7 separate regions of the Mus musculus genome follow, and all the other regions are linked to region 1. A link is a contact called in public Hi-C and promoter capture Hi-C data. All regions are on one chromosome and are shown on one strand. The core of a region is the stretch at or near the end of the contact, and the rest is flanking DNA. Distances in the headings are between cores, read along the strand shown.

What was found. Promoter capture Hi-C pulls out the DNA fragments that hold promoters and counts their contacts. A called contact is a pair of places that touch in the nucleus more often than the background predicts.
Region 2: a promoter capture Hi-C map of pre-B cells shows a contact between it and region 1, with 3 times the contacts expected there. The contact joins the promoter of Ttc27 here to the promoter of Ypel5 in region 1. A contact is called at or near these places in 1 of 39 promoter capture datasets (pre-B cells) and 2 of 484 Hi-C or Micro-C datasets (B cells and CD4 T cells).
Region 3: a promoter capture Hi-C map of pre-B cells shows a contact between it and region 1, with 3 times the contacts expected there. The contact joins the promoter of Birc6 here to the promoter of Ypel5 in region 1. A contact is called at or near these places in 2 of 39 promoter capture datasets (liver and pre-B cells), 4 of 484 Hi-C or Micro-C datasets (CD4 T cells, CD8 T cells, Th1 cells and 1 more), 1 of 115 datasets of contacts at active chromatin or transcription factors (embryonic forebrain) and 2 of 9 other capture datasets (adipose tissue and liver).
Region 4: a contact with region 1 is called in a promoter capture Hi-C map of pre-B cells, with 7 times the contacts expected there. The contact joins the promoter of Yipf4 here to the promoter of Ypel5 in region 1. A contact is called at or near these places in 4 of 39 promoter capture datasets (cranial neural crest, hippocampal neurons, liver and 1 more), 1 of 484 Hi-C or Micro-C datasets (CD4 T cells), 1 of 115 datasets of contacts at active chromatin or transcription factors (thymic regulatory T cells) and 1 of 9 other capture datasets (liver).
Region 5: a contact with region 1 is called in a Hi-C map of B cells, with 7 read pairs. The contact joins the promoter of Nlrc4 here to the promoter of Ypel5 in region 1. A contact is called at or near these places in 1 of 39 promoter capture datasets (pre-B cells), 1 of 484 Hi-C or Micro-C datasets (B cells) and 1 of 115 datasets of contacts at active chromatin or transcription factors (pancreatic cancer cells).
Region 6: a contact with region 1 is called in a promoter capture Hi-C map of pre-B cells, with 5 times the contacts expected there. The contact joins the promoter of Slc30a6 here to the promoter of Ypel5 in region 1. A contact is called at or near these places in 4 of 39 promoter capture datasets (cranial neural crest, embryonic stem cells, liver and 1 more), 3 of 484 Hi-C or Micro-C datasets (CD4 T cells, muscle stem cells and uterus), 3 of 115 datasets of contacts at active chromatin or transcription factors (astrocytes, pro-B cells and thymic regulatory T cells) and 1 of 9 other capture datasets (adipose tissue).
Region 7: a contact with region 1 is called in a promoter capture Hi-C map of pre-B cells, with 5 times the contacts expected there. The contact joins the promoter of Spast here to the promoter of Ypel5 in region 1. A contact is called at or near these places in 4 of 39 promoter capture datasets (embryonic stem cells, liver, maxillary cranial neural crest and 1 more), 3 of 484 Hi-C or Micro-C datasets (B cells, embryonic stem cells and regulatory T cells), 5 of 115 datasets of contacts at active chromatin or transcription factors (astrocytes, cardiomyocytes, forebrain and 2 more) and 3 of 9 other capture datasets (adipose tissue, liver and macrophages).

The regions. Positions count from the first base shown.
Region 1 is chr17:72,834,523-72,838,409 of GRCm38.p6, reverse strand. Ypel5 (yippee like 5) reads right to left here and starts at 1,782. Exons shown (of 3, transcript NM_027166.6): 1 at 1,619-1,782.
Region 2 is chr17:74,715,600-74,719,486 of GRCm38.p6, reverse strand. Ttc27 (tetratricopeptide repeat domain 27) reads right to left here and starts at 1,737. Exons shown (of 20, transcript NM_152817.4): 1 at 1,476-1,737; 2 at 676-853. The coding sequence starts at 1,575.
Region 3 is chr17:74,526,498-74,530,384 of GRCm38.p6, reverse strand. Birc6 (baculoviral IAP repeat-containing 6) reads right to left here and starts at 2,090. Exons shown (of 73, transcript NM_007566.3): 1 at 1,584-2,090. The coding sequence starts at 1,917. It overlaps Gm31645 (a long non-coding RNA gene), which reads left to right and starts at 2,185. Exons shown (of 3, transcript XR_385765.4): 1 at 2,185-2,752.
Region 4 is chr17:74,487,377-74,491,263 of GRCm38.p6, reverse strand. Yipf4 (Yip1 domain family, member 4) reads right to left here and starts at 1,771. Exons shown (of 6, transcript NM_026417.4): 1 at 1,470-1,771. The coding sequence starts at 1,548. It also overlaps the pseudogene Gm6476.
Region 5 is chr17:74,456,997-74,460,883 of GRCm38.p6, reverse strand. It overlaps Nlrc4 (NLR family, CARD domain containing 4), which reads left to right and starts at 1,776. Exons shown (of 9, transcript NM_001033367.3): 1 at 1,776-1,878.
Region 6 is chr17:74,393,921-74,397,807 of GRCm38.p6, reverse strand. Slc30a6 (solute carrier family 30 (zinc transporter), member 6) reads right to left here and starts at 2,200. Exons shown (of 14, transcript NM_144798.6): 1 at 2,140-2,200. The coding sequence starts at 2,142.
Region 7 is chr17:74,336,702-74,340,588 of GRCm38.p6, reverse strand. It overlaps Spast (spastin), which reads right to left and starts at 1,602. Exons shown (of 17, transcript NM_001162870.1): 1 at 1,144-1,602. The coding sequence starts at 1,552.

The sequences.
Region 1 (3,887 bases), core at 533-3,032:
TAGGCTTTTCATTTTCTAGGCCCAACATCTGTTCTCCTCAGAATACTTCCTACTTCCTCCTCCTGGTGTCTCCCTGCCCCATCTTTGAACTTCTGTAACACTCATTTCATAACTTACCAATATTTGGTCCTGCACGGTTTCTCGATTTCATTGGTCTGTAACCTTTCACTAAATTGGGAGTCCAGAGAGAATTCCCCTCCTCTGGAATCTCCTCCTTACCTAGTAAACTGTAGGTACATATGCGATTAATTCTTAGTAAAACAACCCATATCAAGGCACTTCACATCTGGCACAAATATGCACCCAAGAAGATTTCGACTTTTTCTATGTTGTAATGCAGTTGCAATCCCGCCTATGGGGCTATGCAAAAAAAAAAAAAAAAAAAAAAAAAAAAAAAAACCGATCTGATAAGGTCGGTTGACCTGAACCAGCCAAGTTCAGTTATTTTCCAAAAGCAAGGCAAGCCTGAAATTACTTTCAGATTTTCCATCTGTCAAAAGCCACCAGAAATAAAAATCCTCAAGATTTCCAAGAGGGCTCTGGAAACAGAAACAAAAAGTTTAAAAATAAAAAATAAATGAGTCGCACACCTTTCCTTCCTGTCACTCCAAAAGGAGATCAGTCTGGCGTCCGGATGAAACAGACCTGGGTACTACTGCGGCTTCCCACTCCCGCTGGCAACACTCAGGCTTCCTACCAACCTGCACAGCAGCGTGGAGTAACGGGGTGTGCAGGAGCGTGCCCACCGCAGCCAGCAGGAAAGAGCCTCCCGGTCCGCTCCCCGAGCAGCACCGGGGTCTGCGCCAAGCCGACCGCCCGCAGCCGGCCCAGCTGATCGCGCCCACGTGACTCCCTCCAGCCAATCGCCCGGCGCAAGGCGGAGCGCGCGGCGGCGGCGGCGGGGCCTCCTCGGCACAACAAACACAGGCGGAACAGCTGGGCAGGCGCGGGCGACCGGGCGCTCGGCACCCGCAGGCTACCGGGCAGTGTTCCCCACGCCCAGGGTCCAGAGGGCAGCGTGATAGGGGCTAGCACCGACGAGGCGGGCACGGCCCACAGCCCAGACACCCGAGCACGAGTCGAGCCTCCGGAGCGGCGGGGCGGGCGGGGTGCGAGCGCGGCCCTGGAGCGCGGGCCCGCGGGCCGGCCCCGAATCGGAGCCCGGGCGCGCCCCCGACGCTGCGGCGGGGACGGCGGCTGTGGGGGCGGGGCGGCCTAGGAAGTGGGGGTGTCACGGAGAGAGCTGTCTGCGGACCGGCGGCCCAGGCGACAGGCGCCGAGGGCGGCGGGCGGGCGGGGGCCGCGGGTCGCTAAGGGGGTCGCGGCTGTTGTGGGCTCGCGGAGCGCTCCGCTGCGCGGCGGGGGCGGGTCGGCGGCGGCCGCCGCGCCACAGCCTCACAAAGAAGGACCGCCCGGCCCGGCCCCGCGGCCCCACGGCCCCACAGTCCTGAGAATTGCCCTGGTGGCCCGGCCAGGACCCTGGACGAGTGGAGAAGGGGAAGAGGCACTTCCTGCCTGGGCCCCCGCCCCGGGCCGCTCCCCGAAGGCTTCGAAGCCGCCGGCCCAAGGGCTTCGAGCCCCAGCCGACTCCGATCCCGGCGCCCACCGCCGTACTCACCGGCGTGCTGGGAATCGGCGCTGCCAGCAGCTCTTCGCTCCTCAGCTGGGTCGAAGCCCACCTCGGCCTCCCAAGTCTTCAGGTTTAGTCAGGCCTTGGCCCCGCCTCTCCTCGGTCGGGCCTCGGCGTCAATCACCGGGCGTGGCCCCGCCCTCCCTTCAGGCGGCTCTCCCGGTTGGCCCGCAGCGCCCTTCATTTCTAGGCTCCGCCCCTCTCCCTGGCACTCTGCCCCTTCCGCCGGGCCCCGCCCCTTCTCGGGCTCGCCCTCCCCCCACCCTTGCCCGCTTACACTCCGCCGCCCACCCCACCCCGAAGCCGCAGCGGATGGGCGGACTCCTCGCCGCTCGCCCCGCCTCTAATTCGACACCTTGCATCCTTACGGCCAATCAAGGAGGCTAAGTCTGCCTCCTCGGCCGAGGCGGCCAATGTAGTGAGAGTGAGGACCCGCCCCCCACTCCCAGCTGAGCGCACACAACACAGCATCCACGTGAGTCAGCTTCTTAAAGGAGACGCCTCAGCCTTGGTAATTGCGGCAGCTGGGACTCATTGCCCGTCATCGGCGTCACCTGCTGGCGGCTGAGGCCATAGCTTCCTGATAGCCAAGGAAGCCTAGAAGAAGCGAAAACAAGAGGCTGTTTTCTAGTCAACGCTGGTATTGAGGTTAAAGGGCTACCTAGGTTGAAATGCCCGTTTTACCATCCCATCAGGCCACTTTCTCTTGGCTTACACGAATTGCCTTAAACAAATCCCGAACTCTTTGTGTCTCGGTATATAGGAATTCATTGTAAACAAGGTTTTTTTCAGCGTGCTTGGTTCTATTTACAAACTTTCCAAGTTTTCTCTTCTCTTCCCTCTCTCTGTTTCTGTCTCTATCTCTTTGTTTTTCGAAACAGGGTTTCTGGACAGCCTGGAACTCACTCTGTAGACCAGGCTGGCCTCGAACTCAGAAATTCGCCTGCCTCTGCCTCCCAAGTGCTGGGCTTAAAGGCGTGTGCCACCACGCCCGGCCCAAGTTTTCTCTTGACCGTTGAAGTAATTCTCAAAAACTTAAGTCTTTTATGTGGAGATCAACTGTCTTGTTGAAAAAGACAGCTGTCCCCTTAGCCCTCCCTCACCATGTTTAAGATAAGTTGGAAAATTTTTGCCATTCCGTTGGCTTTCCCAGGTAATTAAATCTCTGTTGGCTGTCCATAAAGATGACAGAAATACCTCAAAATATTTCATGTATTAAATAAACATAAAATATATAAATTATACACATATATATATACTAGCACTTGAAATTTGTAGCATAGAATATGTGTTCTGACAAAACCCTGATACTTAACCCTAAATCCTTCAGTACTTTTCATTCATTTATAAAATAAAGAGTTACTGTGGCCTGGTTTTGTAGAACATGCCTTTAGTCTAGAGTGAGTTTCAGGACAACCAAAGCTACATAGTGTCTCGAGAAAACAAAACAAAACAAAAAGCTACTCTGACCATCAAAGATAAAAGACTATGTTTAGATTAAAGAGAATTTTGCTGGAGGAAAAAAAGCATTTTGGGGTATATTGGGAGATTCTTATAATCCCTTTATTTTTATTTAATACAAGACTGTTAAACTTAGAGCTGTGTACACTGGTCTATAGCTATTGTCATGACACTCTGGAAAGCCGAGGCAAGAGCATCAGGAATTGCTACAGTGACTGACACTGTCTTAAATCAAGGTACACATGTATTCCAGGAAAGAAAGTACAGTGCCTCATTTCCCCCCAGAATTTGGAAACAAGGCCAGTCTCATACATTTTAGGCAGTACTCCACCACTCAGTTCCATCGCCCTCCCTCTTTCTGAATACTAGATTGAGACACATTCCACCTTTAATGCCCATGTTTGTCTCCAGTTTTCCACTGTCCTGCTGCTGCTCCCGAATAGCTGGCTTACAGATTTGTGCCACCAACCCTAGCATGCTTTCCGAAGACTTCAGTTCTCTGCTGACAATTTCAAAATGGGGAAGGGTGGGGACACAGTGTACTTCTTCTAGTTTTCTTCTTCTTCTTTTTTAATTTAGCCACAATCAGTCATTTTTAATTTTAGTGTGTGTGTGTGTGTGTGTGTCTTCATATGTACATGTTGCTCTGAGTGCTGGAGGAGGCTGGGAAGGTTGTCCTATCATCTGGAGCTAGAGTTGCAGGCAGTTTCAAGCCATTCAACATGGATGTTAGTGATCTTGGAACTCCTGTCCTCTGTGAGAGCATCAAGTATTCTTAACCTCTGAGCCACCTCTC
Region 2 (3,887 bases), core at 488-2,987, 1.9 Mb before region 1:
CCCCCTTTAAAGTGCATGCCTTTCATCCCAGCCTGTGGGAGACAGAGGACATAGATCTCTTGAGACTTCGAGGCTAGCCTGATCTACAGAGTGAGTTCTAGGCCAAAGCTACATAGCGAGACCCTATCTCAAAACAAAAAAAGCAAACAAACAAAAACCAACAAGCAACATAAAAGGAAAAAGCTGATGGCTAACACTTATCAGACCTTCACACTGGGATGATTAGCAGTGACCACCAAGGATGTGTCCTTCTAATACAAAACTCATTTAATCCTGCACCACTCTCCTTTTCCATTCTAGATCTTCTGGGCCAGAGACCTTACAGAGATTGCTTGAGACCAGTTATTTCAACAACTACTAAATACCAGGGCCTCACAGTGTCAAGGTGCTATAAAAGTTGATATTAGCCTATTCATTTATTCATTTATTTATTTGATTACATGAGTGTTTTGCCCAGGTGCATACATATATACTACACATGTACCTAGTGTCCATGGGTTAGAAGAGAGTGTTGGATATCCTAGAACTGGAGTTGTACAGTTGTGAGCCACCAAGTGGATGCTGGGAATTGAACTTGAGTCCTCTGAAATAGCAGTAAGTGCTCTTAACCACGAAGTCACCTCTCCAGCCCCCACCTAGTACGTTTCTCTGTGGAAATTTCAAATAAAATACTACCTTTCAATTTCTTCCAAATCTGTAGAGCAATCCAGGAAATTCACTATCTGCTTCTCCAGGTAGCTGTCAATCTTTTCTTCAGCCATCATTGTTGAATTTAAAATAGTTTGTGTCGTTGAATGGAAGAACAAAGCCTCATAGCTCCCTTCTAACAGCAATTCTAAGAAAACTCCAATATCTGTAATATTAAAAATGAGTCCAGTAAGGCAACAGAATTTCTTAAGTATAAATGATAATCCATTACATAGATACTTTAAGATGCAAAAGATATAAACAGCATACTGGCTGTATACTTTTATTCTACCAACAAATATCATGTCTCCTAGAAGTACAAAACCTACAATGACAGCAAACAATGACAATGATTGATGATGACGATGATGATGATAGGCATACTACCCTTCTTCAGGAAATTCACAAAGATTCCAATTGACACCGGAAAGTTGTCCTTCCTATCGTCAATATTCTCACACACACACACACACACACACACACACACACCGGCCCCAGGAAGCCAATCCAAACACATCTGTTCTCTCATGATTCCCTCACATTTCCCCCAGGCACATGTTGGTCTCAACATTTTTACAACACTGACTTTTTCCTGCTGAACTCTCTTTCACTTGTCAGTTCTACATTAAAAAAAACTCATCTCGTCTCTTTCGGAAACTTCTGTCACATGAGCAGATCGCAGACCATCAAGCGAAACTCCCTCACTCTTGACACCTCCTATGTACCCAGGGCTGGCATCCTTTGTCCTCACAGCTCTGGCACTAACCTAAAGTGCGCAGCGCTCTCACCTGAACCACAGATGCCCTCCTGCTTCCAAACCAGCCGCTCCGCCTCCGTGGAGAAGCCCCTCAGAAGCGCCAGCTCCGGCGTCCACATCATTCCCGGCATCGCTGCACCCGATACAGTGTCCCACTAAGGAGGAGAAAAACGAGAGGAGGAGGGTCCAAAGTCGCCGGCGTCTTGTTACGACGGATAGCGCTCACAAACTTAGACTCCCATGTGAGATTATACATGCATGGAGGCAGCCATGACAGCAACGCAGAGCATCATGGGAAAACAAACCCACGCTGGAGCAGCTTCCTTCTAGACGACCAATCGGAGACTCGGTTGTGAGCATGCGCAGACTGAGTAGTGGAAAAGAGTTGGGTGGGTCGGTCAGCCGGTCGCAGTAACCGGGAGTTGTTGCTAGTGGAGACAGTTGAACGCAATCCTGCTTTGGAACATGCGACTACCTGAGGCAAAGTTAAGTCCTTGGAGGTTAATAACTCGAGCCTTTTCTCCCCAACAGACGGAGCGCAGGCTGTAGAAGTTACTTCTAATGGAGCCCTTGAGCCCCAGGCTAGAACGAACTTCCTCGGCATAGGCTATAATTTGGATGATTCAAAGTGCAAGAAAACCAAACTCGAAGTGTAATCTTAGCACGGAGGAGGATGATGCAGGATAGTTGCAACTTAAAGGCCAGCCTGAGCTTCGCCCTTAGTTCCAAGCTAGCCACCTGGAGAAATGGCTCAACAGAGGACAAAGTTCTATTCCCAGCACCCACAAGGTGGTTCATAATGGCCTGTAACTCCAGAACATCGGTTACCGTCCTCTAGCCTCCCAGGCACAAGACCCATAAATGGTACACAAACATAGCTGCAAGCAAAAAATACTCATAAAATAAAGGCGGCGGTGGTACATGTCTTTAATCCCAGCACTCTGGAGCAAAGGCAGGTGGATCCTTGAGTTCAAGGACAGCCTGGTATACAGAGCTAGTTCCAGGACACCCAAGGCGACAGAGAGAGACCTTGTCTCAGAAAACAAAAACAAAAACAAACTAGAAAAAAAAAAGAATAATTTCTTTAAAAGGGGAGAAAGGTCTGGTTTTGATACTGTCATCACATAAACCTGGCAAGAGCCTGGAAGTTTCTGCAATTCAGTCGATAGAACCCAGAACACTTTGCTGACGTGGAAAAAAACCTGCAAGGAAATATATCCTCCCACAAGTGTGGCAGCTGCTGAGCAGAGAGTTGGCTGTTTGCCTCTTTTTTTTTTTTTTTTAAGAGAATAAATGTTTTCTTTCTCACTCTGCTTCACTGTAGAAAAACAGCCTGTGCAGCCCAAGGTAAAATTAAGACAGTACTAAGGACTGTCCTTCACCTGACATTATACAACACTCCCCTGTGCTCCTGGGCATTTCTAGTGAGAAGGAGGTCTTTTGATCAAGACCCTGGAATAGAGTGGGTGAGTTACAATATTATATGACACAACATTGTTACCTGAAATAAGGAATCCATATAGTCACTGATTTTTTGGTAGGGTCTCACCAAGTAACTTCTGCTGACCTGGGACGTGCTATGTAGACCAGGCTGGACTTACACTTAGAGCTCTGCCTGTTGGGAGTGCTGGAGTGCTGAAGCACTGAAATTGGAGGGTGGTTCATCAACAAATCCAGCTTCATAACTTCTTTGGTTGGTTGGTTTGGTTTTTCAAGATACGGTTTCTCTGTAGAGCCCTGGCTGAAATGGAACTCACTCTGTAGACCAGGCTAGCTTTGAATTCAGAGATATATGCCTACCTCTGCCTCCTCCTGAGTGCTGGGATTAAAGGTGTGTGACACTGCTTGGCTCTTCTTCACAACTTTTAACTATAAATAATCTCATTGCCAGCTCTCCTGCTCTCACACCCTTGGGGCTGGCACCACCAGGGCCAGCTCCACTGTGTTGTCCAGGTGAGATGCAGGGCCCACTCTCCAGAGTGCTTCAGCCAATGTGGGGGGGGGGGTAGGGAGAGCTCTCATGATCTCATGCCTCCAGGGCCAGTTTTCCCTGCTACCACAAGTTGCAAGGGGACAAGGAGAGGGTATCACCCCTACACTCATATTACCTCAGATGAGTGGCAGAGCCAGCTGTCCAGTGCTCTTGCCCTCGGGACTGGCTCTCCTGCTCCCCCTCTACCAGGGCCAGCACTACTGTGCTATCCAGAAGAAGTGCAGGACCCACTCTCCCAAGTGCTGCAGCCAGTAAGAGGCAGGGGCAGCTTACTTGCTTTCATGACCCTGGGGCCAGTTCTCCCAACTCCTGCAGGTAGTGATGGGGGGGAGGCCTTCCCCACACCCATGCCACTTTGCAGCAGACAAGTGGCTGGGCCAGCTCCCCTGCACTCTCACCCTCAGGGCTGGCTCACCCACGCCCCTGCCTCCTGGGTCAGCTGTGCTGTGC
Region 3 (3,887 bases), core at 841-3,340, 1.7 Mb before region 1:
AGTCAGTGAAATGTAACTCAGGAGCCAGGGGTTTACCCTGTGTATTTGCAATGTTTTTATTTCTTATGGCAAGTAGGGGACTACAGGACCATTATTTTTAATTCCTTTCCATTAAAGAGTCACCTGTTCATGAACATCTCCCTCTCAGACACAGCTGACAACCTGTTATGTCCAGTTGCAGTAAGCAAGCATTGCTGCTGCATCTGGACCATCGGTATTGTCATTTACCTAAGCCAAGAAAAGGGAAATTTACAAGCCTACCACCACCAAAAACTTTCTCTTAGGCATCTCTTAAATATATTACAGGTTTACATGCTGTAACTATACATAACCAGTTCTTTCATAAGTCAACAAAAATTAACATCTCTAATTTCATCTTTGTATTCCTATACTGCCATTTAATCTTATGACATTACTCACACAGTAAACTTATTCGTGTATGTCTGTGTAAAATAACACAAGGTGAATTGGTAGAACACATAATTACTTCCATTTGGCTAAGTGCACTTCGATACAATTTATCTCTGTGCATGAGTTTAAAACCCACTAATACATCAAATTCTAAATTTTAACCTTTAACGCCAAAATTAAGACACCATTCATCCACAAATGAAATGTCATCTCAGCAAATAACTTAGCTAGGGCTATCCCAAAACACTCCAGTATGTCCACTGAACGAGCTTTGACCTGGTACATCCTGAAAGTCCAATATGTGAACCAACGTCTCCACCACCCAAGTGCTCTCCTTCCAAGGTGGAGGAGACCCAGACATACTTACAACTACCAATCTCTAGCTCTCTATGCTAAAACAAGTTGAAAGGGCTTGAAGTTCCACCTAATTACAAGGGGCCTAGGCTTCTTGACACTGGAAGGAGGGAGCACTCAGAGCTAGAGGACCGATACTAACCTTTTTTTTTTCTTTTTTTTTTTTTTTTTTTTTTTTGCACTCTGCGAGTCCCATAGTCCAGCAAGCACAGTTCAGGCAGCTGGCCTTCCCTCTCCTACTGACCTCCCCATCCCAGTGCCCACTCCAGCCCGCCCCCTGTGCGAAAGCGCAACCCTCGGAGGTCCCCGCACCTACAGGACCAGACGACAACCGGCGGGCCGCTACTCGCCGGGAAAAGAGGGCAAGACAGCCGGCTTGGACGCTTCCCGCCCCTTGCCTCCGGCCACCCATCTCTCCCGCCACCGCCAAGACTGCCAGCCCTTCCCTCTGGTCCAGCCCGGAGCTAGCCCAAAATCTCGTCCAAGAGGCCAGCGAGGGCCCGGTCCTCACCAGCACCGACCTCCAAGGCCTCCACATCTCTCCCACAGGACCAGGCCGGTTCAGATGCAAAAGGCCCGAAAAGCAACTCGCAGCGCACCCCGCCAAACCGAGTTCCCGTCCCCAAAAGCTGCTGCTTTCCGAGTCCGAAGGTCCTCGGCCGTAGCTTCCGGGCCTCTCCGACCCTCCCGCTCCACGCTGTCCCTCCGAGGCCGATCCCGATCCCGGAGGCTGGGAGGCTTCCTCCACCAGCATCCCCACAACCCGTCTCCGCCCGCGGCCGGCCCAGCCCAGCCCCCGCCCGGCGTGCCGCGCTCACCGCTGAGCGCCGAGGCCTGAAGGGTGGCCCCGGACGTGCCGTCGATGACTTTGATGGTCCCGCGGCTGGTGACGGCCAGGATGGCGTTAAGCGCCGGGTGGTAGGAGAGGCTGTGCAGCCCGTCGGCGTCGCAGCGCATGCAGCCATCCCGCAGCACCAGCCACTCGGAGACCCCGGCCGCCCCCGCCCCTGCCGCCGCCGCCGCGGAGGAGCAGCTCGGGCCCGAGGCCTCCGCAGCCGCAGCCGCCATCTTCCGGCCTGCGCTCAGCACAATCACACTGGGAAGCCGCTCAGTGACAGTCCCGGGAGGTGCAGCACCACAGCCAGTCACCATCCGGGGCCAGGGGGCAAAGCGGAGCGCGTTAGCCGGAAGTGAAGTCAAGCGCCTGCACGCACAGGGAACGTCGCCCGCCAGGCCGGCCAGGCCAAGCGAGCTCGCAGGCTGGCGGGGGAGGGGAGAGAGGGCCGCACCAAAGGAGGGGCCGGAGCCCAGGGGGTGGAGCATGCGCGGGAGTGCCGATCTAGCCAGAGCAGAGGGAAGCTAATAAGGAACTTCCGAAGGCACAGAAAAGGCGGGGCAGGGGCGGGACCTGGCCTAGTAAGCATGCGCAGAAGAGCTCCCAGGGCCCGGTAGGCGGGCCTCAGAAGAAGAAGGGGGCGGGGCTGAAACTTTTTTTTTTCAAGCGCGGAGCATGCGTGGTAGGACTAGGCGCGTGCCACGCGCTGCTGCTCCAGCCAGCCCTGCGTCCTCAACGTCCCAGTTTCTTCCTTCGAGCCCCGGGAGTGGTATCGGCGGGAGTTCCGCCCTGCGCGTGGCAGGGAGGGTGGTGCTGGGCCCTGTGCATTTCCGCTAGGCAAACCCGAGCCCGCGCGACTTGTCTGGTACGCCCAGAGGCCCCTTCGTGGCCAGGGCGGCTGATTCCCAGCGGTTCCCAGCACGGGGCAGAGGAGGAGGGCGTTGCGGGGTGGAGGCGAGATCCGGAAGTAGGCCTCTATCATTGCACACTCTGACAAGCCTCTTCATTGGAACTGAACCTGATTTTTTTTTTACGACGCCTGCCCTAGTTTCAGATTTTTTTTACACTTGATCTTAGAAGACTGAGAAGCGATAGTTCCAAATCTTTTAATAAACAGACATGCTCATTAATGAGGTGCTGGACACATTACAGGTCAGCCTAGTGTAGCTCATTGCAAAGGATTTACATGATTTTTGGTGGGGTGTTGTGGATTGCCCTGGGGCTAATTATATTTGATGTCAATTCTGTTCTCCTGTGAGGAGTTGTGAACAAGGAATGAGTCAGCACTTAGGTGATTTCTTGTAAACCTTCCCACCTTAATTTGTAAAATAAAGGAAAGCTGATGATTGGGCAGAGAAAGGGAAAGTGGAGTGGAAAGAAAGGAAGGAGGTTTGAGACAGAGAAGGCAGAGGAGGAGGAAGAAGAAAAGCAGAACAGAAGAACATGGCCTGGAGAAAACGCAAGTTCTAAGTGGTCTCATAGATGTGGAAGATGGTAGTGTAGTGGTTGTAGATCTGCCCAATCTAGGCGCACAGCATGTATTCATACTAATTGTGTCGTGTTTTCATTGCCAGAGCATAATTGGGTTGGAGAGATTTGCTGTAACAGTGGAGTATCCTCCTTCGTTAGATTTGAAAGAACATCTTTCTTAAACTTTATGTTGAAACAGTTACTTGTCAGTCAGTCACTTGTAGTTACAGTGTAGCGGTGCCTGGGTGTGGTCTCGCATACCTAGAATCCCAGTCTGAAACAGTAATGCTAAGAATTCTGGGCAAGCCTGCGCTATTTAACAAGATCCTTTCCAAAAAAAAAAAACTTGAGGCAATAAAAAATTGTTTGGTGCCTGGTGATGGTGGCCCACGCCTTTCATCCCAGCACTTGGAGGCTGTTGCTACCAGAAGCTAGAGGTTGAATTCAGCAGTTGGTTTGGAACCCCATGCTGCTTACACAAGCTTCCCTCTCAAAATACGTCTTTATTTAAAGGACCGAAGTTGTTCAGGCTAGGACTGCCCTATACCACTACTCAAGAAATGAGTATCCTTTTTTTGGTCTTTCGAAACAGGGTTTCTCTGTGTAGCCCTGGCTATCCTGGAACTTACTTTGTAGACCAGGCTGGCTTCAAACTCAGAAATCCGCCTGCCTCTGCCTCCCAAGTGCGCCACCACACCCGGCATGAGTATCCTTCTTTAAACCACCAGCAATTATGTAGAAACTTTAAAGGCTACTATTTGAAACTGTTTTTAAAATCACTTTTGACCAAACTATCCTTTAATCAGACCTCTTCTGG
Region 4 (3,887 bases), core at 522-3,021, 1.7 Mb before region 1:
TATTTGTCTGACATAAACTATGGACATCTAGTTATTCCGGAGGCTGAGGAAAGAGAGCATGTTCAGGGCAATATTAGGTCACATGCTGAGTTCAAGGCCAGCCTGAGTAACTTAGTGTGACTGTCTCAGACTAAAATTTAAAATCGGGGCTGAGCTGTATGAGGTAGTATATGCCTTTAATCCCTGAAGTAGGGAGACAGAGGTTACCTTGTCTACATAAAGTTCTAAGCCAAACAGAGTTACATGGTGAGACCCTGTCTCATTTTTAAAAAATGAAAAAAAAAATACAAAAACCAAAGAAAGAGTTAAAAAAAAAAACTAAGAAAGAAACAAATCATATTTATAGAAATCAGATTTCTAGCCGGGCATGGTGGCGCACGCCTTTGATCCCAGCACTCGGGAGGCAGAGGCAGGTGGATCTCTGAGTTCGAGGCCAGCCTGGTCTACAAAGTGAGTTCCAGGACAGCCAGGGCTACACAGAGAAACCCTGTCTCGAAAAGACAAAAAAAAAAAAAAAGAAAGAAAGAAATCAGATTTCTGAGAAAACTCACGTTCATCTTTAAACTGAAATTTCTTTTCTACTTTGTTGAGACAGGGTTTCAGTATGTAACCCCGGCAGGCAGAGAACTTGATAACTGTGTAGTCTAAGCTGGCCTTTAATTCAGGTATCTCTCTGCCTCTGCTTTTCAAGTGCTGGGGTCGAAGGGGTTCATCACCAGGTATTTCCATGTCTATATCGAAATCAACTTGTTTTTTCATATTGGGCAGTCAAAAATCTGGTCCCTGGTAAGTAAATAAGATTAAATAAAAGCAAAATCCAAAACCAGGTTACAAGGAGTTGAACTAATGAGGGGTGGGGGAAATTTCCCACAGTAGAAACGTTTTTTGTTTTTTTTTTTTCTCCCTGTTTTTGTTGTTGTTTGTTTTGTTTTAAGCAAGCACAGTCGCTTGCTCCAAACAGTACAAGCCAAGTCTATAGACACTGTTGGGAACACTAAGTTGAATTCCTCAAGTTTCAAATGCTCCTGAATACAGTTTTTTGAACACTGGGACCAAACACTACAAACTGTGTGGACCCAGGGATCTGGGCAAGAAATCAAGTTCAATTAAAAATAAATAAATAAAAGCACGTCTCCTTTCAAGTAAGTTTTCCATAACCTGCCAAAAGTCACCTCAGTCGGGAAGGTTTTCCTATTAATAGCAGAGCCACACAGCCCCACTTTGTTCTCCCTTAGATCCCTCACTCTTTTGAGTAACTGCGGAGCGGAGTTCAGAAAGAACTCCTTCCACCAGATCGGCGGGTTCCCTGGTGAACCAGGACACCCGGGGACCCCAGCCCGCAGCGCCGGCGCCCCGCACCCTGCCTCGTCCCCAGAGGCCTCCGGGAAGGCCCAGGGAGCACAGGGGCGGAGTCCCCCAGCTCTGCCAACCCCCCGCCCCGGAGCCCCGGAGGTCAGCCTCGGCCTCACCTTCCGCGTCCGCCGAAGACACAAAGGTGAAGTCCCCGTTGGCAGGCGCATAGGCCGGGGGCGGGCCCGGAGGCTGCATCCCGCCGGCCTCGGTGCTGACGAGCGGCTGGGCCCGGGGCTCCGGGACGACCTGCTAAGGGGCGGCCTGCGAGCCAGGAGGCGCGGGCTCGGCCGAGGGAGGGGACGCGCGAGCTAAGCGCAGCCTCTGGCTGCCGACCAGGTCGCACCCGAGGCCAGCCGGTGGCGAGCACCCAAGCACCACGACGCCGGGGCCCTGACAGGACCATAACAGTGACAGCGCCGCCGGGATTGGCTGTTTGTAATCTGCTCGACTATTGGCTCCCGCGAGAAGATTCTGATTGGCTGTTTCTGTGTTGATTCCGGAAACCACTCCAACACCGGAAGTGGCCTCTGAAATCTCTGTTCCGCCCTCATCAGCTGTTTACTTAAATAATTCTGTCTACCTTTTTCCCTGTTTGAGTTTTTATAAACATATCTTCTTCGTTGTTGTTTAACACAATTTGAGAGCTTAGTCGTTTGATGGCTCACGCTTGTAATTCCCGGAACTCCTAGAGAGGCCGAGGCAGCATTGGCAAAAAAGTGAGGCCCTTTTTTTTTCAAAGGAAAAAAAAAAAAACAACACACACACACACACACAACACACACACAAACTACTTAAGTTTTAGGACTTCAACCCCTCATTTCCGACCACAAGATTCTGCCACAATAATTCTATATATTAATTATATAGGATGTTTACGAAATTATGTGTCGTGACAAAGCTTAGTCTCCTTATCAACAAAATTAAGAGGCCGGAGAATGGTCATTGTAAAGCTGTAAATTTCCACCTACGGTTTAAGTACTCTGGCCAAATTAATTTATGAAGAAGGCAGCAGTCCAGAAAGGATAAATTAGGGCAAAGAAGCCCTTGCTTTTTGCCTGCTGCTGATTTCATCTGTTCCCTAATAAACTACCCAAAGTTTGCAAATTCACCTACGTTTTTATTATTTCTTTAAGATTAATTTATTTATTTTATACAAGAGTACACCACCATTGCTCTCTTCAGACACACAGGAAGAGGGCATTGGATCCCGTGACAGATGGTTGTGAGCCACCATGTGATTGCTGGGAATTGAACTCAGGACCTCTGAAAGAGTATTCGGTGCTCTTAACCACTGAGCCATCTCTCCAGCCCGGTTTTTATTTTTAAAGGCTATGCGTGTGTGCTTGAGGGTATGTGTGTGTGCAGATGCCTGCAGAAGGCACAAGAGGGCTTCAGATCCTTCAGAACTGCGGTTCCTGCAGACACCCAATGCGGGTTCTGGGAACCCAAACTCAAGTCTCTACAAGAGAGCAAGAGCTCTTAACCTCTAAACCAACTTCCTAGTTACTCGTCTATGTTTATAATCTTAAATTTTGCTTTTCATTTTTCTAAACTTCTGTATATGTGTGTATGTTGGTAAACCGAGTGCCACCCACATTCCTTAGCCTGGTACTCCCCTAGCCCAGCTTTGTTAACAGCGACAGCAGCCATGTCATCACCAGCGGCCAAATTCAATTTATTTCCACTGTTACCACAGGTGGAGTAGTCTTCCTGTGTACATGTGCCATACCATTTATATAGGCCAAGCCTTCACAGCTTGCCACTGTGCATCAGAGGCAGCCTTTTGTATAACTACCCTCCAATACATCTCTCCAGTGAGGGGTTTTTTTTTTTTTTTTTTTTTTTTTAAGATTCAAGGTCATTATTTATTTGTTCCTCTTAAAGACTCATTTTTGACTGGACTCAGACTTAGAAGTAGAAGCTCTCAGAGAGGACAGCCTACGTCTCTTGGCAATCTGTTCCTGGCGCTTTTCTTTGGCTTCCTTCATTCTCTTGGCCAAAAGTTTAGCATATTCTGCAGCCTCCTCCTTGTTCTTCTTAGTGCGTTGCTTCTTCAGAGCAATACGTCGGCGTTTGTGTTGCAGGACGCGTGGAGTAACAAGACGCTGAATCTTGGGTGCTTTGGTCCTGGGCTTCTTACCTTCTTTGTTTAAGGGCTTCCTGACAACATACTGGCGGACATGATCTTCTTTGGAGAGATTAAAAAGCTTTCGGATTCTACTAGCTCTTTTAGGTCCCAGCCGATGAGGCACAGTAGTATTTGTCAGTCCAGGAATATCCTTCTCTCCTTTCTTTACAATAACCAAGTTGAGAACACTGAGATTAGCTTCAACAATGCATCCGCGAACAGACTTGCGCTTCCTCTCTCCAGTTCTCCTTAGTCTGTAACAGGAATGCCCCTTACTCAACAGCAGGCGCACTCTGCCATGGGTCAGAACACCGTGCTTCATGGGAAAACCTTGCTTGTCATTTCCACCGCTGATCCGGGCCACATAACCCTTCCACTCTTCACCAAGAGCATCAGCGGCTACTTC
Region 5 (3,887 bases), core at 527-3,026, 1.6 Mb before region 1:
CTTAGAATGTTCTTTTTAAAACAAGTAGTTGTGTAACATTAAACAACAACAAAAAAAAACCTACAACAAAAATTAAAACAGTCTCCAGCAATTTGTGCAAAGACAGAGGAAAGAGTTGACAGAGAGCACTGTTGACAGAGAGCAGCGAGGCCTCTCTGTTTCAAGCTGAGTATGTCTTAGCTTTCTAGTATATTCGGGGATGCTGAGTATGTGTATGTCCGCTCAAGTCCCTGGCTTTGTGAGTTCAGAAGAGTCTCATGCATTATCAATCGTGTGGACACCTGACTAGCCTGGGCTAACTTGCCCCGACCCCAGTGACTGAGAGTACAGCTTTGCTGGAAACCAAGGTACAGAGATAAGTTTGTTTGCCTCTGTCCTCAGTGACAGTATGCTTGAACCAACCAAACCAGAACATTTCACTTTCCATCTTTTCTCTGTCCACCTCTTAATCCCCATTCATTATGAAAAAACCGAGTGAGGCATAGTGGCTCATGCCCACAATCTTCTTAGAAGGCAGAGGCAGGAGGATCAGAAGTCCAAGATAAGACAAGACATGCAAAAACCATACTGAGTGTCTAAAATACCAGAATTAAGAGTCCAGACAGAAGCTGATCAACTGATTAGAACTTTTTTTTTAAAGATTTTTATTTACATGAGTACACTGCAGCTGCCTTCAGAGACACACTAGAAGAGAGCATCGGATCTCATTACAGATGGTTGTGAGCCACCATATGGTTACTGGGAATTGAACTCAGGACCTCTAGCAGAGCAGTCAGTGCTCTTAACCACTGAGCCATCTCTCCAGCCCCTTTGAACTTCTTTATTATCCACTTCTGTGTCTGACCTATCGGGCAAAAACCTGTGGGATTTATTAACAAAGCTGGGTACCAGCTCATAACAACCCAGATGGCTCAAGATGGCCTCAGATCTGGAGTCTTTACCAAGGCTTTCTTTTCTTTGCTACAACCTGCCTACCCAATGTTTCCACCAATGTATTTGAAATTATGTTGATTGATGACTTTTTTGTTGTTGTTGTCCTGTTAATATAAAAGCTTCCTGAAACTAAGTAGTGATGTGCCTTTAATCTAAGCACTCAGGAGGCAGAGTCAGGTGGGTCTCTGTGGGGTTCAAGGTAGCCTGATCTATACTGGGAGTACCAGGGTAGCCAAGGGTACGTAAAAAGAGTCTGTCCCAAAACAAAACAAAACAGAATAACACACACACACACACACACACACACACACACACGCACACACGCACACGCACACACACAACCTTCATGGAACAGTTGCTGCTTTTGAACTTTGAGTACCCTGTCTTCCTGGGCCTTGTCATTCAAAGCTTTCTCATTCCCTTTGCTTGGAGAAATAAACAGTTGTTAACTCTTTTTTTTTTTTTTTAAATGCAACATACCTTTTAAAGATTTATTTATTCATTTTTTTTTTAATGTATATGAGTACACTGTTGCTGTCTTCAGACACACCAGAAGAGGGCATCAGATACCATTACAGATGGATGTGAGACACCATGTGGTTACTGGGAATTGAACTCAGGACCTCTGGAAGAGCAGTCAGTGCTCTTAAAGGCTGAGCCATCTTCCAGCCCCAGTTGTTAACTCTTTACCACATGAATAACCAGGAAGCAAAGAGTGCCTAAGTTCAAAGTCCCTACTTCCTGGCTACTCAGTCACTCCTTTTTCTTGCTACGTAATTATGTAAATACCCCGATTATTATGGTTCTTAAGCAAGAGAAGAACCCACCAGGCACTTCCTTTTTTCTACAGTTGTCTCTCATGGACAAAGAAGTTTGGATTAAGAAAGAAAGAAAATTACTTTTAAGACGACTTTTCCTTCGAAGGCAACTGGATTGCTTGGCCAGGTACCTCGGGGAGAGGGAATAGGTTTTTAAATCAGTTTTAGAGTCAGATCCTGAAATTAGAATTTAGGTCCACTGAAGCCTGTGTCTGTGAGGTTGTCCTGCAGTGGATGGTTTGCCCATTGGGCTGATTTGCCTGCAGGGAAACTTGGTTTGAGGGTAGGCAGTGTTGGGGGCGGGTGGTTAGCCTGGTTGGTCTGTTGGAGTTTAGCTGCGTTTTTCTGAGTTGGTGTTAAGGATTTGGAGCCCTAGAGAACGCCTTTGTATTTACTATGGAGACAAAAAGACTTAGAAAATGCTTTTTGGCCTCACAGGAAGGAAACCCAGAGCTGAGGGAGAGAGAGACTGCTTGGTCCGTCCAGTGTCCTGAGCCTCTGACAAGATACTTGAACTTGGACAGAAAAGTTAAGCAAGTCCCTCTTGGGGATAGGAAGAATGCTTATAGAAAGTGTGTTACAGACCTGCGTTGTGTGCTGAGGTGTTTCCAGCCCCAGTGTGTCTAGGAAGTGCTTTACAGACTTGAGTTGTGTGATAACAGATAAGGTGTGTCCATTCTTTATCTCAGAGCATCTTAATAACCCCGTTGCCGGGGTGGAATCAGGCTCTCCTAACTTCCCTTAACCTCTTTTATTCTTCCAGTCTCCCATTACTCCCACTTGTGCCTATAGACAATTTTCATACACTATTTACATAGCACTAAGAGTATTCAGTGAGCTGCGGGTGTCCAAAGGAGATCTAAGAAGATTCTAGATCAGGACATTTTTATACTGGAATGATAGATGAATCACAGGGACTGGTGGCCTCTGTTCCATCCGTCTTCCTGGTTAATCATCGCTATAGTCCCAGGCTTGGAGCAGATGTGAGTGCTAACAGTTCAGCAAAGGAAGCATAATCCAGAGGCAGGGGAGATGCTCAGGGGGAAGGGGCACTTGTCGCCGAGCCTGTTGACCAGAGTTTGATCCCTGGGACACAGATTATTCCAGGAGAGAACTGACTTTTGCTAGTTTTTCTCTAATCTCTACACAAATGCCGTGGCACTCTCGAGCACCCCTACCCACCCACCCACCCACCCACCCACACACACACACCAATCAACCAATGTGAAAAAAATTTACACATGCTGCCTTTCTGTAGCCAATTATATGAGTTCTTTCCCCCTAGTTGTGGGAGTGACACACGAGACGTAGGTCAAGAAGGATTTCAGTTTTCTGAGGAACTCACATCACGATCTGAAAGAACATTATCACTTAAGCTGGATGTGGGAGCTCATGGCAGTCATCTTCACACTGAGAAGGCTAAGACCAGAGCGTTACCATGAGTCTGAGACTAGACTGAGCTAGACAGTGAGTCCCAGGCCAGACGTGGCTATGCTGTATGACCTTGTTTCAAATAAGAAAGAGAATCTTATTTGCCAAGGCATGAACATAAGAAAAGGATCGCTTCCACACAATTCCGGTATTTTGGGTGGGTAGGAAGATTTTCAGGGCATGACTCCAAATCCAGATGGTCAAACTGGTCACAACTCCACCTTGTTTTGAATTGTATGTATGTATGTATGTATGTATGTATGTATGTATGTATATATGTATGTATTTGGTTTTTGAGACAGGGTTTCTCTGTGTAGCCCTGGCTATCCAGGAACTTAACTCTGTAGACCAGGCTGGCCTCGAACTCAGAAATCCACCTGCCTCTGCCTCCCAAGTGCTAGGATTAAAGGCATGTGCCTGGCTTGCCTTGAATTTTTAAAGAATTAATTTTTGTTCTTAACAATTATTTTTAATGTGTGGTGGTGGTGGTGTGTGTGTGTGAGTGTGTATATGTGTGTGTATGTGTGAGTGTGCGTGCATGCATGTGTGCGGGTGGGTGCACATAAGTGCAGATACTCATGAAGGCAGTTGTGAGTTGCCCAACATGGGTATTAGAAACCAAACTCAAGTCCTCTATAAGAGCAGTTTGATGGTTTGTACCTGCTTAGCTCAGGGAGTGGCACTATTAGGAGGTGTGGCCTTCTT
Region 6 (3,887 bases), core at 951-3,450, 1.6 Mb before region 1:
TCAGCGTTTGGATGCTGATTATGGGATGGAACCCTGGATATGGCAGGCTCTAGATGGTCCATCCTTTTGACACAGCTCCAAACTTTGTCTCTGTAACCTCCTTCCAATTGGAAAAGATGAAGTCAAAATATCACTTTTTGCAGATGATATGTTAGTATATATGTGTTGACTGTTTTATAAAACAGATATTTATAAGTATAAAATTGTTTTTCCCCCTCCCCCACATTCCACTGTGGGGGGGAGGATTTGGCTGTAGGTTCAAGTCTCAGAAAGGCAAAAATTAAAGATTCCTAGAACTTACTGGCCAGCCAGTCTAGAATAGACAAGCGCCAAGATCATGTCTCAAAGACCATGTCTCAAAATAACTGGGGGAAACAAAAAAAGGGAACACAGCTAAGGAGGCATCCTGACACCCACATCTGGCCTCCACCAATAATACTGGCAGATGGAATAGCATATGCAAATTAGATACAAAGGTCCAATTCAAACAACACAGTTTGCAAGCTGTTCACTGTTGCTACAACGTGTATATTGTATATGTTTATTTCTTTAAAGTTGGAATAACTGAAGGTTGTCTGGTCACTGTTCATTTTACACACACACACACACACACACACACACACTTTTATTTTTGAGACAGGGTTTCTCTGTATAGCTCTGGCTGCCCTGGAATTCACTCTACAGACCAGGCTGGCCTCAAACTCAGGATCCACCTGCCTCTGCTTCCAGAATGCTGGGTTAAAGACGTGCACCACAACTGGTTTATCCTATCCATTTTCTGTACCCAAAGGATTACTGAAATTTTATGAAAATACTGTGTGTGATTTTCCCCCTATCAAGGGCTAGAACTATGATTCACAAATCAAGAGTATTCACTGCTCTTACAAAGGACACAAGTTCAGTTCCCTGTGCCCACACGGCACTCACAGTTGTCTGTAACTCCACTCCCAGGAGATTCAACACCCTCATTTTACTTCCCCGGGCACCAGACACGTACTTTGTGCACCAAGAAACAGGCAGACAAACATCCATACACAAAATTTAAAAAAAAAAAAAAATCTGGGAACCAGAGAGATGGCTCAGTACTTGAGAACACAGGCTGTTCTTCCAGAGGACCTAAGCTTGACTCCTAGCATCCACATCTGCTCACAGCTCCCTGTAACTCCAGCTCCAGGGATCTAATGTCTCTGGCTTTCTCCCACAGCTGCACCCACGTGCACATAACCACACAATTTAAAAGAATACGGTGAATTCTTTTACAGATCTTCATTAGACATTTTAATATATAATATTTTAATGTTTTGGTTTTTCGTTTTTTTCGAGACAGGGTTTCTCTGTATAGCCCTGGCTGTCCTGGAACTCACTTTGTAGACCAGGCTGGCCTCCAAAGAAGGAAACTTTATGGTGGCAACAGTAAGAACACAAATATGTCATTGTCGTATGTAAGTTACCAGTAAGGGCTCAATGAGTTTTTGTGATCGTTTCAAAGGGCGGTCAGCACTCTGACATCTGAAAACGCAACCACCCGTTCACCTTTACAGAATACTGAGATAATTATGTTTGACTTACGCGTTTTGTTGTTTGGTTTTAGATTATGGGGTTTTTTTGTTTTTTTTTTTCGGGTCAGAGTCTCTATTTAACTCAGGGTGAACTTCGAAGTGCAATCCTCCTGCCTCAGTTTCCTGAGTTGTAGGCCAAAGGCATGTGCCAAAACACTCAGCTTAATAATTAACTCAATAATTTTTAGGAAAAACCTGACATTCCAACAACCATAGCGTATACTAGAACCTTTCCCGAGCTGCTCCACTAACCCTTTCTGTAGCCGCTGCTCAGTGCCGAGCTATTCAAACACTGAAAAGCAAACGAGTGAACACGCCCTAGAAAGCCCCACGCAAGCCTCAAGTCGCTGATGGCGTTCACTTGTTCTCAGAGGAAGCTTTAATTTTAACATTAGGCAAATCTGGCATTTCCCAGCTGTAGAGGCACAGAGCAGGAACCCTTCAAGAACCCGAGCGCTGGGAACCCCAGCGCAGGCCCGACCACGCGGTTCCGAGCAGCTGCGGTACAGCAGGGCGCTCGAGCGAGGAAGCAGGAGGGAAACATCCCGCAAGAATCCCGCACACCCCACGGCCAACTCACCATGGTAAGGAGCCGTACAGCTCCCGCCGGAAGACGCTCTGAGAAGTCGCATTTCTCAAGCGGAAGGGGCGGGCCTTCAGAATCCGATTGGTTGCAGGGCGAGGGGGCGGGACTGCGCATGTACCCTAGGTCGCCGTCTTTTTGTTCTCCGCCGCCTGGGAAGTGGGCGGATTAGAGCTGCTCTGGGCGGGGCTGCTCGCCCAGGGAAAGGGTGGGCATTTATCACCTTGGGAGGAACTTTGAGGTCTGTTCAAAGTCTTCTACCAGAGTGTGAGTTTATTACAGTTTATACTCCTGTTTTAAAAATGAAGAAGCAGGAACATTAAGAAATGTCACAGTAAGGCCGGGCAAGTCTCGCTGATTTCGAGGTCAGGCTCCTCGAGGTAGACTCAGCCTATGTTAAAAATACATTTATCAAATTCCCAACTGTTTCATTAAAAATAATGTCGCAGAAAACGCTTGGCTTAAGAACACAAGGATTCGAGTTAAATCACAAGAACCTACGCCGTCACGATGGCCACACCTGTTTGATCTCAGCACTCAGGAAAGCAGAGGCAGGCATATCCTTAGTGACTCGATTTCAAAAACCCAGGTGAACGTCAACCTTAAGTATAAGGTTGTTCTCTGGCCTCCACGAGCACTTTACTGGTGCACGTCACCGGTCAGGGTGCAGCATCGCCTGCGTACTATTCTAACGCTGGAGGCTGAGGCAGGAAGACTACACTACACAGCAAAACTGTCTCAAAACCAAAACGAACGAGTGAGTGAGTGAGTGAGTGAGTGAGTGAGTGAGTGAATGAATGAATGAATGAATGAATGAAAAGAGGTGATGGCTTTTCCTGACTCCAGTCATCCAAGTGGCTACTGCAGTTTAAGAGGATCTGACACCACCACCAGGTGGTAGAGCCCTTAGGCATGACACACAAGGGTTCAATTGCCTAAACTGGGTGCAAACCTGTAACCCTATAGATTTGGTAGCTGAGGTAGAAATATTCAGTTCAAGCATACTTGGGGTTTAGAGTAGGTCACTGTCAGCCTCCCCAGTTAGTGAGAGCATCTCAAATTTAAGGAAAAAATAAGCACTTGTAGCTGGAGTCCACTGTTTTGTATATGGTGCCTGTCTTGGGAAGCTGTGGCAGGACACTGAATTCAAGTCACACTTCACTACGTAAAGTACCAAAAAGACAGAACAATAAGAGAGGGATTTCTTAGGGAGAATACTTTCGGGGGTGGGGGGTGGGGGAGAAGGAAGGGTGAGACAAGGACTAAAATTTATTATATACCAGGAAACTGTCCAAGAATAAAATATTTTTAAAAATCTGAAGCATGCCTTAAGTCTTATATGTTTCATAAGCTAGTGTGGAACTCAGAATAGCTGACTTTGAACTGAAAATACTTGGCTTTATCCCATAACAGAGTTTTAAATCTCTACAGTTTCTTTCTTGCACAGTCATTGTAGCCTATAAAGATTGTATTTGCAGATCTTATCTTCTAGGCACTGATCTTAGTGAAATTGTATCCTAGTAAGAGACACATGCAAGAAGAAAAAAAATTCAGTTATTTGTAAGTAGAATGTCAAAACTAAGGTAATGTGCTAGGTATGGTGGATCATGCCTTTAGTCCTAGTAGCTAGAGGCAGAGGCAAGCAGAATTCTGTGAGGTCCAGGCCAGCCAGAACTTCACAGTGATACCCTGTTTTTTAAAAAGAAGTGGGGGGAGTTATGTTATAAATATTGACAGGGTAGATA
Region 7 (3,887 bases), core at 353-2,852, 1.5 Mb before region 1:
CTCATCTCAGGGATGAAAGGAGGACTGCCTTCTCCATCCTCCCCAAGTGATCACTCTATGCTCCCAAAAAGTACTGAAGAGCTAAGCACAAAAAGCTTGCTCTCACAAGCACAAACTACTCTTCTCCTGTGTCTGCTACTGTGGGTGACAATAAGAGACATAAGGCTTTCTAAACCCCACTTAGCATTTCCCACACAAGTTTTCAATTAACGATTAGCATAGATTTGGGGTCACCTGTTTCCATCTTGTAAGTAGTAATTTCATCTGTAAAAGACCTGTACTGATAGTACTCTGACCTCAGAATTATTGTGAGGATCAAAGACACATGCAAAATGAATTGACAATGCCTGCCACACAGAAAGGCGAAGAAAAGATGTTGCTTGAAGGAAACCTGAAGTATGCAGTATTCCTGCCTTCACTGCGAGGCAGGAGCGTTTGTTTTATCTTCTATGGTAGAATGATATATGCCTGTTTACCCAACTCATTCATTTAATATTTTTAACATTAAAATTTAGAAACTCGAGAGTGCCTTGGAATAAAATAAAAATAACAAAATAGTAAAAACTAAAGCAACTAGCGGTTGAAATACAGCTCAATAAAAAAGAAATCTTCAAGACTCACTATATTGGTAAAAATAATTCATGAAACTTCAGAATATGGCAAATCCGGCTCTAAGTATAAGGAGCTACTACTCCTTTCAAATCCAAGTCAACCCCCCCCTTTTTTTTTTCCTCTCCAAACACTACAGAACCCTTCTCAATGAAGTTTATACACAGCTGTTTCGATACCAAAACCTTTTGGAAGCCCAGCTCAGAGAAAGCAACACTGTTTACAGTGTTAGAAAGAATCCCGTGTGGTCGGTCACTCTAGGCCAACTGTCACTGTCACCAGCACGCCTGGGTGTCTCACGGGGACTTGGGTCATGCACAAGTGTGGGGGTGCTGAAACAAAGTCGAGTCAGGGCGCCCTGAAAGGGGTGAGGATCAACTAACTAGGCGTCGCACAGCAGGATCTGGCCTGTGGGGACTCGGACTCCCGAGGCAGATCAACTCCGGGGGTGCAGGAAAGGGACGCAAGTGGCGTCCTCCCAGGGCCGCCCGCCCCGGCCAGCCCGCCGGCCTCCCTCCAGCCCCCCAGTAGTACCTTTCTCTTCCTCGTCGATGCGCAGGGCAATGGAGATGTACTCGAAGGCCTGCTTGTGGAAGACGCGGACGCTCTCGGCCTCGCCACCCGGTCCGGGCTCTGGGGGCGAGGGCGAGGCGGGCGCCGGCGCGGTCCCGGAGCTCCTCTTGGCGGCCATGAGGGCGCGGGAGAAGCGCTGGCAGAGCCACGCGAAGAGGAGCCCCAGGTGGCAGGCCAGCAGGCGCAGCAGGGCGAAGCCGACGACCAGCGGGGACGAGAAAGAAGACGGGTTCCGCTTAGGCGGCGAGCCGGCCGCAGGGGCCGGGCCGGCGGCAGGGGCGGGGACCGCGGCGGGGGGCGGAGGCCTGGCGGGCGCCGGGCTCGCGCCGCCCGAGCCTTTCTTCTTCCGTCGTCCGGCCGGAGAACTCATTCACAGCTCCCACTGCCGCCGCCGCCATAACCCGCTTCCCGCAGACCGACGGCGACCAAGCGGCGGCGGCGGCGGCCACTGCCACTGCGGCGGCGGGGGCCCACGGAGCCGCTCGCGCGCCAGCCGGAGCCCGGGAGCCTGGCACCTGCACGCGCCGCTCGCCGGCCCCGCCCCTCGCTCCTCAGCTGCCCAGGAGCACAACCCCGTCTCCTCCTCCTCCTCCTCCTCCTCCCGCCGCGGCCGGTGGCTCCTGCCCCTCCTTTCCTTCTGTCCCCTGGGCCGCTGGCACCTCGCTGCGGCGGCCGGGCACGCGCACGTCCTCGGTGAATGGCTCTGGTGCGCGCGCGTACGCCGCCGTCTTTGTTGACCTGGGAGCTTGTGCGCATGTGCGGCATCCTCCTACCCCCCACGCCCCTGCTATGCCCCTTTCTCTGGGAACCTCAGTTCTGTAGGCGCGGTTCGGCTTGCGATGGTCCCAGGGGTTCGTCGCTCCGCAGGTTCTTCGACTTTTGAAGAATCGGAATAGGGAGCTTTGATAATAAATTTTTAAATGGGGGTTAACAGCGTTTGAGTGGCTTTACTAGTGCTCAGGTCTGCTGTCTCGCAGTGCGGTTGTTTGCCTTTGTGTGAGATGCTGACCTCCAACTCCTCTTGTAGCTGAGGAAGGAGGCCTTCAACTCCTGATCTTTCTGCCTCCGTCTCCCCAAAACTAGGATTACAGGTGTGCATCATCACTCCTATTGCTTTATATATCTTTGTTTTCTGCTGGTTGAGCCAATAGGTCTTTTGCAAAGGATGGCTGATCTGAGTTTCGTATCAGAGGCAGTGTGTAGCAATTTGGGTATGTTAGCTGAGAGGGAAACAAGTTGCAGAGACAAAGTTCAAGACATCCTAAAGGGAAAACTTTATTACCACGAGGACCACGAACCCTACTTTCAACTAACCTATTACACGTTTGTGTTATCTCAGGATTAGTTATGTGAATGCAGTCATTCTTGGGTTTTGCCTAGTTACCATACTTGGTAGAATCCATACTATCTGTGTGTGCACGTGGATGTGTGTATATGTCTTCACCATTTCTTCCTTTGGTAGACTATCTATCTACTCAATATTTCCCATATTCTAATGATCAGCAGTTGTTCTACAGATCCTGGATCACATAGAGGAAAACAAACCGTGGGCCAGTCAGACTCCTGCGAACTGGCATCTGGAAATAGAAGTTAGTTGAAATCAAAAGCTCTAAGAGCCAGTCGATGCCATCTGTATTCCCAGAGTTTTTGGATTCCTAGACTATATTGCCTATCCAATAAACTATTCAGTCTTTCCTCTTTCTCCCTCCCTCGCCCATCCCCCTCCCCTCATCCCTGTCTTTAAAAACAAACAAACAAAACCACCCCCTCTCATTTCAGTTTGCCACAATTATTTCTTGTTGCCTAAATGAGTGACTACTAACACAAAGTCTCTATTGTTTCCAGTGTGAGGCATACAGATCCCCTGTGAGCGCATAGGAGAATCCCTGCATTCTGCTGAAACTATATTCCCTACCAATATAAATATCATAGATTGCTGCAAAATTTACGTCCATTGTTTCCCACTGCTGCCTGCCTTCTTTTCTGCTTCGATCCTGATTATATTTTTCACATTCTGAAATGTTTTCTGTCTTTCAAATTTGTATTCCTTTCAATTCCTTTTATCCAGTAAGCTCTGATTCTCTTTTGAACCATATAGTAGTGGTTGTGTGAAATCAATCATGTCGTGTGTGTGTGTGTGTGTGTGTGTGTGTGTGTGTGTGAAATAAAAAGGATGTACATAAATATATATGAATACATAGGTAAATAAAATAAAGTATAAGAAATATGTTTTATACATATGTCAACTAAATAAAAATGAGATGTACAGGGGGCTGGTGAGATGGCTCAGCGGGTAAGAGCACTGAGTGCTCTTCCAAAGGTCCTGAGTTCAAATCCCAGCAACCACATGGTGGTTCACAACCAACCGTAATGGGACCTGATGCCCTCTTCTGGTGTGTCTGAAGTCAGCTACAGTGTACTTACATACAAATAATAATAAAGAAATCTTTAAAAAAGATGTACAAACCTATTGAACAATTTGAGGAGACAGCAAATTGCCTTTTACTGTCGAGTCAGGTACTATCCTGAACGCTGTGTTAACCCTTCTTATGTGTGTGTCCTATAAGTCTTTTAATAAAACATTCTTTGCTTTGCTTTATTTATTTATTTATTTTTAATTTATTGTGGCAGAGTCTATGCAGCTCTGGCTGGCCTTCAGCTCCGAGATCCTCCTGCCTCTGCCTCTGCCTCTCAAGTGCTTGGAT